Linked DNA regions of Hordeum vulgare: regions 1 and 3 are each linked to region 2. The links are chromatin contacts, called in public Hi-C maps. All regions are on one chromosome and are shown on one strand. The core of a region is the stretch at or near the end of the contact, and the rest is flanking DNA. Distances in the headings are between cores, read along the strand shown. Region 1 overlaps LOC123410152. Region 2 holds the start of LOC123407201 (serine/threonine-protein kinase BLUS1). Region 3 holds the start of LOC123412308 (protein SAWADEE HOMEODOMAIN HOMOLOG 2-like).

What was found. Hi-C and Micro-C count contacts between places; a contact is called where the count stands out from the background.
Region 1: a contact with region 2 is called in a Hi-C map of seedling, with 2.6 times the contacts expected there. The contact joins the enhancer-like site here to the promoter of LOC123407201 in region 2. A contact is called at or near these places in 2 of 6 Hi-C or Micro-C datasets (leaf and seedling).
Region 3: a contact with region 2 is called in a Hi-C map of an unstated tissue, with 8 times the contacts expected there. The contact joins the promoter of LOC123412308 here to the promoter of LOC123407201 in region 2. A contact is called at or near these places in 3 of 6 Hi-C or Micro-C datasets (leaf, seedling and an unstated tissue) and 1 of 1 datasets of contacts at active chromatin or transcription factors (embryo).

What each region holds. Positions count from the first base shown.
Region 1 is chr7H:153,312,377-153,315,577 of MorexV3_pseudomolecules_assembly, reverse strand. LOC123410152 reads left to right here. Exons shown (of 3, transcript XM_045103048.1): 2 at 2,787-3,158. Among protein-coding and RNA genes, the nearest start is that of LOC123410152, 12 kb to the left of the region's middle. Within about 2 kb of position 1,642, at least 3 of the 3 cell types and tissues checked have open chromatin away from gene starts, as enhancers often do. A contact at or near this core is called in leaf and seedling, where this site is marked.
Region 2 is chr7H:153,755,322-153,758,447 of MorexV3_pseudomolecules_assembly, reverse strand. LOC123407201 (serine/threonine-protein kinase BLUS1) reads right to left here and starts at 1,859. Exons shown (of 21, transcript XM_045100281.1): 1 at 1,561-1,859; 2 at 430-903. The coding sequence starts at 600.
Region 3 is chr7H:154,109,375-154,112,816 of MorexV3_pseudomolecules_assembly, reverse strand. LOC123412308 (protein SAWADEE HOMEODOMAIN HOMOLOG 2-like) reads right to left here and starts at 1,943. Exons shown (of 7, transcript XM_045105263.1): 1 at 1,510-1,943; 2 at 1,204-1,366; 3 at 815-878; 4 at 548-599. The coding sequence starts at 1,695.

The DNA.
Region 1 (3,201 bases), core at 393-2,892, 440 kb after region 2:
CGACTCCTTCAAGGATACTCCGTCCCGGCATAAAAGCTTGATCTAAAACAAATTAAGCTCTGTAAACTATATTTTCTTGATGGATGCCTTCATTGGGGTTGTCTATATGATTTCACGCACCTTATTACTAGGCTTTGGATTTGCATCTAAGCAATATACTGTTTTTCTATGAATTGATGTCCCCTATTCATCACAAAACTATGCACAATGATCTAGGCCTACTATAAATCTTGTGAGCTCAAGTGATTAGCATACACATCCAAAAACCAATGGGCACTATAACTACAATCGAAAAACAACAAGGTACCTAAAAAGGAAAAACAAGAACAAAAACTTACTCCTATTTTTTTTGCACAAACAGAAAACTTACTGTGGTGCATATAATTCGTGCAGTAATCTTGATAGAGAATGGAACAAAAATAATAAGAATAATATACTATGGAAGATGAAAAATGCCAAATTTCCAGATTTCCACACATATTACTTAGAACTTGTACTGTACCATAACATGTAAGAACAAGTCTAAAGTATTGAAACCTTTATCAATATTACTAAAGAAGATAAATTATTTTAGATAACTAAGATGACTCGTGCATTCATTAGTTGGATTGCTACTCTCAATTTCCTCTCTCAAACAACCAATTGCTTCAAATTCGAGGCAAAAGTAATACTCCCTGTGTCCCGATTTAAATGACGCCATTTGCATATAATTTTGTACTAAGTTAGCTCTCCCTTCGCGTCACTTAATACGGGATGGAGGGAGTATATTTTTGTCAAAGGTTGGAGCACACCATTGTGTCATGCAGACATCACAGAATAATTTGACAAAAAAATCAACCAAGATGAAAACATAGAGTTTCCCAAAATTTCTCTATAGTTTTAAAATGAGATGGATGCATAAAACAATTGGCAAGTAAAAAAATACAAAAATGCATAAACAGAAATAGATCATGAATGAATTGACAAACACATATACAAAATTGACTTTTGCAAGGAAGAAATCTCGGAGCGGTGTTATCGAGAAAACAAAAAACGATAAAGAATAAAATAGGTTAATTAGATGGAAAAATTACTAAACCAAAAATGCAAAAGATAAGAAATAACAGAAATTGACAAAATGGTTCTATACAAGAAAAAGTTATAGGGGTAGCCTAAAGAAATAAACCAAAATAAGGTGTAAAAGTGCATACTACAAATTAACAAAGCTTGCATTGTTCTCTCTCTCTAATGTATGGGCTTCTTGGAAGAAGATAGCGATTTTTTTATTCCTAAACTCGAAACTAAAAGGAACCTAGGCCATGCCTAGCGGAAGTCATGGCCTATGAGCCCCCAATCACACGACCGCAGAAAACAAATCAAATAAAAATCCAGTAAAAGTAGAAAAATAAACAAGCAACTGATTATGGTGCATGATCCCGTGAATGTATCTCTAATTCAACAGGAGTCTAAAGGCTTCGCTCTACTAATTTAAAAGAAGCTTGAATATCTTGGAGAGAAAACATAGAGCTGTTCATGTTTTGTGCTTATGTAACTGTGGCGTTCATGGTTTGTATTTACTTGAGAAAAAGACATAAGCTAGGCGTCATGGTTCACGAGGCACCTGCACGTACGTCCATGCAAGGGTACAGTACATGATAAGCAGGGCCGGCCCTGAGCATGTACGGCATGTGCGGCCAGGGCCTCTCGTTGCTTAGGGGCCATCCAGATGAGTTTACACATGTTAATTAGCCTAGAAAATAATTTAATCAAATAAATTATTTCAAATGCTATTAGCATGGGTCTTTGAAGTGAACGGTACATACAGATCTTTAAAAAAGACCGGCCTTACGAATTTGTATATATTTATTTATACATAAAAGATTCAATTTTATCATTCCGCATCGGGGTCCTGATAAAATGTCAGGACCGGTCCTGATGATAAGCTGCGCATCGAATAACAAACGGCCATAGCAGATGGATCTATCTATCTATCACCCTCGCTGGCGCTGTCTATGTCTCACCAGTATACGTACACACGACTGACAACATTAACGGCTACGTGACAAGTATATATGCATCCGAGAGCAACTGGACGCTAGCCAGCAAATCCATCAGGTTATAGTTGTATGGACCGTGGGTGTACGAACCTGCAGAAAGGGATAGATATGGTCCCGAGTAAGAATTGACTTAGTTCTAGTATACGTCAAAATCCCATTTTCAACCAAAAAATTGGTACGGTGCTAATATTATGATGACCTAGCTTTTATTCCCTCCGTAAATTAATATAAAAGCATTTAGAACACTACTTTAATAATCTGAGGAAGTACATTAGATTTTTGCGGATAGAAGGATGGTTGAATTAGGCCTTGTTTGGAACCACAATAGATTATGATAATTTGAATTATGAAGGTAGATTATATAATCAGGTTTATAAAAATAATCCAGGTGAACATGTTTGGAGGCCAGATTATATAAACTGTAATCCAGGTTTTACATTGCATAATGACCTGTCCGTCCTCTGATTTATTTTAAAAAAGAGGAGGGTGGCGGTGATAGGAATGTAATTATCTCCAATTAGCAATCCATAATCTGATTTTAGCTGGTGTAGAATAGATTATGAGTTTTTAATAATCTGTCTATCTAGTTTTTATAATCTACATCATAATCTGTCCTGTTTGGAGACATAATAGATTATAAAAACTGGATTATATAATCTAGGTGGTTCCAAACATGCCTTAATCACGTTAGTTAAGTATAAGGAATTAATACAAACTCTAACCAAGCTTAGCTAATCTCTGGGTGATCAGGGTCCGCCGGACGTCCCCAGCCAACTGATGCAGGCCACCGCCTATATCCAAGATCTATACGAGAGGGTCGAAATGCTGAGGCAGATGAGAGATGACAAAACCCAAAGGACGGTCGGGCGCAGCAGCAGCGGCAGCAGCAACGTCCCACCACGCACAGAAGGGGCAGGACGATGCGCATGCGGTCCTCCGGACATCACGGTGCACCTCAGCGGGGTGGCGCATTTCGACGTGAGCTTCACGACGAGCTCCGCGGGAAGGGTCGAGATGCACAGGGTGATCCGCCTGGTCGAGCAGGATCGACGCATGGAGGTCGTCGAGGCGAGCTGGTGCCTTGTCGATGGTGGCAAGGTTTTCTACACGATCAAGTGTAAGGTAATGCATGGTCATCGATCCCGGCTTCTGCACACATGCTTGA
Region 2 (3,126 bases), core at 610-3,109:
AGGTAAAATTGCAAGGCATTCCAGGAAGGATGGCCCACTAGTAGTCTAATGTGCACATTATTATGTGCTCAAAGTGTACATTTTTGGTAATCTTGTAACATATGTAGTTATATACAGTACCCTTCACATTGGGATTACAGGATCTCAATCAAAAACGGAAAAACCTAACACAAAAAAGAATAAGATCTATCCACAAGTCCAAATGATGTCATCGCTCATTAATACTCAAGAGGACAACTAGAGCCTTTTAACATTTTGACATTTATGTTTCTAGGCCTTTGGATTATGGATTGTGTCACACGATTGACGTAAAGTAGTTGTTCATAAACAATAATCAATTTATAATAAAAGGATGGAGAGGCAAGGCAATGTCATGAAATATAATTGAACTATTTTTTTGTAAACCACAATAAATTGCAAGCTACTCACCATGTCACTACTGCATTTCTCAAGGTCAAGAACTTTGATGGCAACAAAAGTATTGAGCGGGACACAAAGAGCCCTGTAAACTGTGGCACTAACTCCTTCTCCAACTTCCTCATATAACTTATATTCCTTGGGATCAGTTGGAAACCCCCTGTTACGTGGTGCATGCGCCATGGTCCAAACTTATAGGACGCAAGTAACAGCAGCAATCTTAGAGTTTGCATAGCACTGGAGCACAGAAGACAGTGTCAAGAACACCATATAGGTGTGCCCAAGAATAACCATCAGAATGGTTACGACTGTAGATGAATGCATGGACGTTGTATGATTCTTTAGTTCATATTGCCAATTCCAAACGTCCTTTGGTTTCGGTCCAATGGAAAATATAGGCTAAGGCGGTAATGAAGCAGATACCACAAAGCCACCCGAGCTGGCTCGCAGCAAGTACACTGCAGAGGTCTGGCAGAATATTATAAGCTGCAAAACAAAGAACAGGAAGTCTTCAGCATTGTGAACACACCACACGTATGGAGGATGTAGGCTAGCTGCAGAGTATAAGATCAACACAGCACAAACATAAAATGACCATTTTAGAGACGCCCAAACCCAACAAATGTGGACAACACCGCACGAGAAAGCATACTGAAACCTGGAAAGCAAAGTCCACAAACAGCTCTAGTAGAGGCAGGAGTCATGCATTATAGCACCATGGTGAAACCGAAAGTTGAGTCCAGCATTGGCAGCCTGGACCAAGCATGAAAATATATACCCTAGCAGACAGAGTCTAGCTCAGGAGAGGCGCACAAAGCTGAAGCAAAGCTTGTCAAGCTCGGGCCCCTCAACTCGTAACAAAATCGCTAGCCCGCGCTTAGTTCATGGTAGCGTGGCGACACTGATTAGCTGGGCCGCAAGGGCAAGAGGATTCAATCCGGCCAACCACCTGTCTGCTGGCAGCAAACAGAATCACTACGCCCTAAGCTACCATAACCAATCGACCGCGTTGGAGCAGCTACCAACCCTACAGCCTGCCCAGTCTTTTCGCAGGTCGCAGCCCACCCCCAAGATCGAGCTGCCGGGAAGCTTCGCCGCGAGGCCACGAGGCCGAACAGAGGGTAACCAGAGCAGCAGCTTTACCTGGAAGGCGCGACGGCGGTGGTCCGAGGGGCGGATCGCCTCCGGACAAAGGGGCTGCGGCGCCGAGACGGCGGTGCCGGATCTCGCGGGGGAGGTGCGCTCGCGAATCTAGGAGCCGGGCTCGTGGCCGGCCGCGCGGCAGGACGGATCTGGACGGCGGAGGAGGAGGCGACTGCTGCGGAGGAGGAGGAGGAGGTCGGCGGCGATTGGGAGGAGCGGGTAGGGAGCGTAACGGGCCGGGGGAAGACGAAGGGGGGGAGGGAGGAGGAGAAGGTGGAGTAGTGGTCTTGCTGGAGATTTTCTGTGGCAGCTGCTATAGGCGGGGGCGTATTTTGGCTGGGGTTTCCCGTGGAATAAAATAAAAACTGATTTTAATGGGTAGGTTTGTTTTCGATGTGCATGTGGTCGGTAGCCAAAGATCCTGATTCCCTGTTGCTCGTGGTCGACGGCGCACGGCGGGTGCCTGTACCGGCGGAGCAAAAGGGATACGGTTCCAGCAACAAAATATGGTGGAGAACGACACGCTCAAACAGTTTCTTCTCTCTAATTTTTCGGATCCAGAGAGCTTTCTTTTTCCTAAACGGTTCTCTTTTTTCTACCAACAATCTACGAGGTTGTTTGGATGTGCGGAACCCAAAGAATCCGTTTTATATAAACCAGGCAAAAATCACATGTTTGGCTAATCTGACTAACCTGTAAATATGAAAAACTAGATTTCTAAAAAACCTGAAATTCTGCATTTGTAGAGAAACGTTTGTTAGTTGTGTTTCACTAATAGCCTAATAGCCTGTTTGGTAGTTTGAAGGAATGGGGATGGAAGTTTATAAAAGGGAGTTTGTTGGGGGATTAGGCAACTATTAGTAATCCCACGTCTGGTGACTGTTGGGAATTGCTTGTGGGAATTTAACAGAAAAATAATTTCCTTCATTTGGTCTGTGAGTCAAAGTAAACAGAAAATGATGATGACACATTTGTTTAGGTACAAAACTGGACCCGCCCTTGTTTGCCGCAACGAACAAACTGTTTTTCTTTGATAATTCCCATTCCGTGCTTGAATTACCAGCTCTTCCGTGGGAAGAGATTAGTGGGAGTTGGTCCCCTCAATTCCTCTTCCCTTTTCTTTGTCAATTCCCTTATCCCTAACCATACAAGTGATTTTTAGTCTTCAACACTCTCAGTTCCCATTTCCTAGTTCAACTTCCCTCGAACCAAACAGCCTATAAGAATGTGGCTCCTATATCTTTTTCCCCTGTATTGTTTGTTGATCTTTTTAGACCGAGGTTGTTTGGATGGGCGGAACCTAAAGAATCCGCTCTATATAAACCAGGCAAAAATCACATGTTTGACTAATCTAACTAACCTGTAAATATGAAAAACTACATTTTTTTAACCTGAAATTCTGCATTTGTAGATAAACGTTTGTTAATTGTGTTCCACTAAGAATGTGGCTCGAATACCTTTTTCCTATGTATTGTTGATCCTTTTAGGGGCAAGAAATTTGGAGGGGATTAAAGTGAATTGTAGAGGATTAAATCCCCTGCACTCTCCAAATCTCTTCAATACTTT
Region 3 (3,442 bases), core at 694-3,193, 350 kb before region 2:
ATCGTGGTTCAGTATTCAAGATCGCTTCTCAGGATAATTGAAGGGGATGAATTAACTTACTTGTTTTACAAACTCTGACATGTCTACACTGCTATATAATCTTTAAAAGAAACATTAAATCTATGTATTTTGTTTTACATGTCAAAACACAGAGATGGTGAAAAGTAAATGTTATACCATCTAGTATCAGCTTCCCATGCCAGCCTAAAGTAGCAAATACACAAGGTTCTTGGAGTTGTGTTAACTGATCAGTACTTTATTAGTACCATCTTGTAAGGGTGTTGAGCAGGATGGAGTTATACGGTGCCGACTCACAGGACTTCTACAACACAAAGTTAGATAAGACGGGTGTTCAAAATGTTTGGACACCAACACAGATCCAGCTATAAGTGTTGGGGCAATCTAGGACACAATACCAACCAACTATAAATAGATGAGAACCGGAATCATCTCTAGTTTTAGTGCTGGTAAAGTGCTTCAACAAAGAATGGCAGAAATGAATTTAGTAAATCAATCATATTTAACAAAAAAAATATATGGCCATTACCGGGTCCCCCGTTTCAAAGAGCCTGTGGGACAGAAAGGCAGCAACATCATACCTGTAACAACAAAGACCGGTCATGCATATAAAACTAAAAGGTTTATGCAAGTAAACTGGATCAACGCTTAACCCCCACCACCACCACACACACAAACAGACACACAAACCAGCCCACACACGCACAAAAATAAATCAACATATACGCAAAAACAGACCACATGTGACATGAAAAGATACAAAAGATGAGAGGATGAAGTATGTATATCTGCATACCACGCGCCATCTCTAGCTGACTTTGCTTCAAACTCGGCCATGCCACCATCCGAAGCACTCTTTCCTGATTGGTAACGAAAATATCAATAATCCATAATCAACATGATACATGGTTCATGGCTGGTCGGTTGCAAAACTAAAGTTTTCTAAACGATGAACACTAAAATTGTTCTTATAGCAGCCAGCACCCAAACACAAGCCCTGGACACTCAGAGGCACCCCTACACTCAACATAACGAGCACAGCACTGGTGCATAAATTTTCTGCACCACCAAAGCAATACCGATATACCATCATCATTGTCATCTTAACCATCAGGGGGAATTACTATATGCTGTGGAAATGAACAGCATACGTAAATATCGAGTTATGGGCGTTCAAGCAGCCACCTGAGTGGGATCCGGGGTAGGAAGAGGATGACCCCTGAGCCCTGAAGGAGGCCGGGTGGTGCTCCTCGGCCCCCGTGGGCAGCATCTTCCCCTGCGGCGGCGGCGCGCCCCTGGGGGTCCTGGCCCGCTGCGAGTACCTCCGGTTCTGGAACCAGTTCCACACCTGCGCCGATCCACAAAATCCAACATACTTTTAGATCGGAAAATAAGACGGGCCCGTCTCGTATCGCCAAGGAAGGAAATAGGGTGGGGGGAACTAAATTCGAGCTCCGCGGACGGGGAGGGGGAAACCTAGTACGTACGTACCTGCTTGTACTGGACGGGGATCTTGCCGGTGCGGGAGGCGGAGGCGGTGAACTTCTCGGCGAGGCCCTGGATGACGCTGCGCTGCGGGATGGCGTTGTTGAGGTGACGCAGGTGCTCCTCCATCTCCGCCACCTCCGCGTGCGTGAACCGGAACGCTGGGCCCCCGCTGCTCGGCGGCCGCCCCATCCTCCTCCTCCGGCGCTGCCGCGGGTGGCGCGGTGAGGAGACTCGACGGGTAGATCGTCGGAGTGGAGCGGGGAACGGGGAGGGGGGAGGGAAGAGGTACGTTGCCGGTTCAGACAGGCGGCCGCTGAGCCTCCACGGGATCTCGCCTCTGTGTCTCCTGCTGTGCTGTGTGCCGCTGCCTGTGTTGGCCGCCCTTTTCTGCGGGTCTGGAATCTGATCCGAGTCACGAGGCCGACGCGACGCCCCCCTTCTGTCGCCTAGCTTTTTTTTTTTTAAGAAACGTTTACAGCCGGTCTGCTGCCGTCCCTGCATCGCTGCCGCCCGCATCGTCGGTGTCCGTCCCCGTCGATCGTCCGCATCACCGGTGCCCGTCCCCATCGGCCGTCAGATCCGTCGGTTCCAGCCTTCGCCTGTCGTCTTCGTCACGTGCTTTCATCATTGGGCTCGCGCGTATACAAGTGTTGTAACCGTCATCTAAAAAAGCTTCAACCATAGACAGAAAAAGCTTCAATCGGCTCTGCCCAGCAAGGAAAACTGTAACAGTACTTGCATTTTTCTACTACTGCCTAACTTTTTTGCTACATCCATCAAGGTGGACCTGCGACCTAGCGACGGCTATGAGGAATTTTTGCTGCAACCGTAGTTGCATTTTGCTATTGCCGATGAACTTTTTTGCTACATCCATCAAGACGGTGTTGCGACCTCGCGACGACGACGATGATTTTGCTGCAACCAAGTTTTTGCTGTATCCGTGGCCGAAATTTGCTACACCGCTGCTTATTTTTGCTATCATCGACGGTTTTTGCTGCATGACTCGATCGTTCAACAGGGCCTGTTCTGACGGCTCGCACGCGATCGACCGAAAGTTTTGCCCGGCGCGCCGGTGTAGATAGTGCCTTTATTTAGAGTTGCCTGCTTTTGTTGCTTGATTGCTTGTCACACGACGTACATGGGGTCATGAGTCTCGTGACTCAAAAATGCTACACCTACACATATGTAAACTTTTTCTCTAACACTCACTCTTATAAACGTACACATACATTCTATCCATGTGAGCATCTTAAAGATAGTGAGCGGACATATCATCTTGAGATTTATGAAGTCATCGTAGACGTCTCGCTGTCGACGGAAACGTTTTCTCCCACTGAATGCACATCGTCGAAAATCCTGAAATAAATTCAGGAATAATGCGAGCACCAGGACTTAAACCTTGATGGACTGAGATACCACTGTCATTCTAACCATCCAATCGTTCCGCCGAGGAGCTGTTGCTTCTTCTTGCATGGGTCCTCACGAGGTGGCTCGTCTTCTTCGTCATCCGAGCATTCCGCCGCCGCGGCGCGGTAGGCGTGCTCGAGTGTGCAGACGACATCTTCTCGTCGCAGGCGATGGTGATGACGCCGCTGCTCCCTGACATCTTGAGGACGTTGTAGCCATGGTGGGTCACTGCCATGAACTTGGCGAGAGCCGGGCACCCAAGGATCACGTTGTACGACAGGTGGAGGTGCACGACGTCGAAGACGATGATCTCAGTGTGGTAGTTCTTGCGCTCGCCGAAGGTGACTGGCTGACGCACCTGCCCGATGGGCACGGTGGACCCATCCATGACTCCTGAGAAGGGCTTGGTCGGCATGAGCTGTTCGTACGATAGCTGGAGTGTCTCGAAGGTCTCGACCGAGAGGACGTTGAGCCCCGCTCCACTGTCGATAAGGGTCTTGGTGACGAGGACGTTGCTGATGGTCAAGGT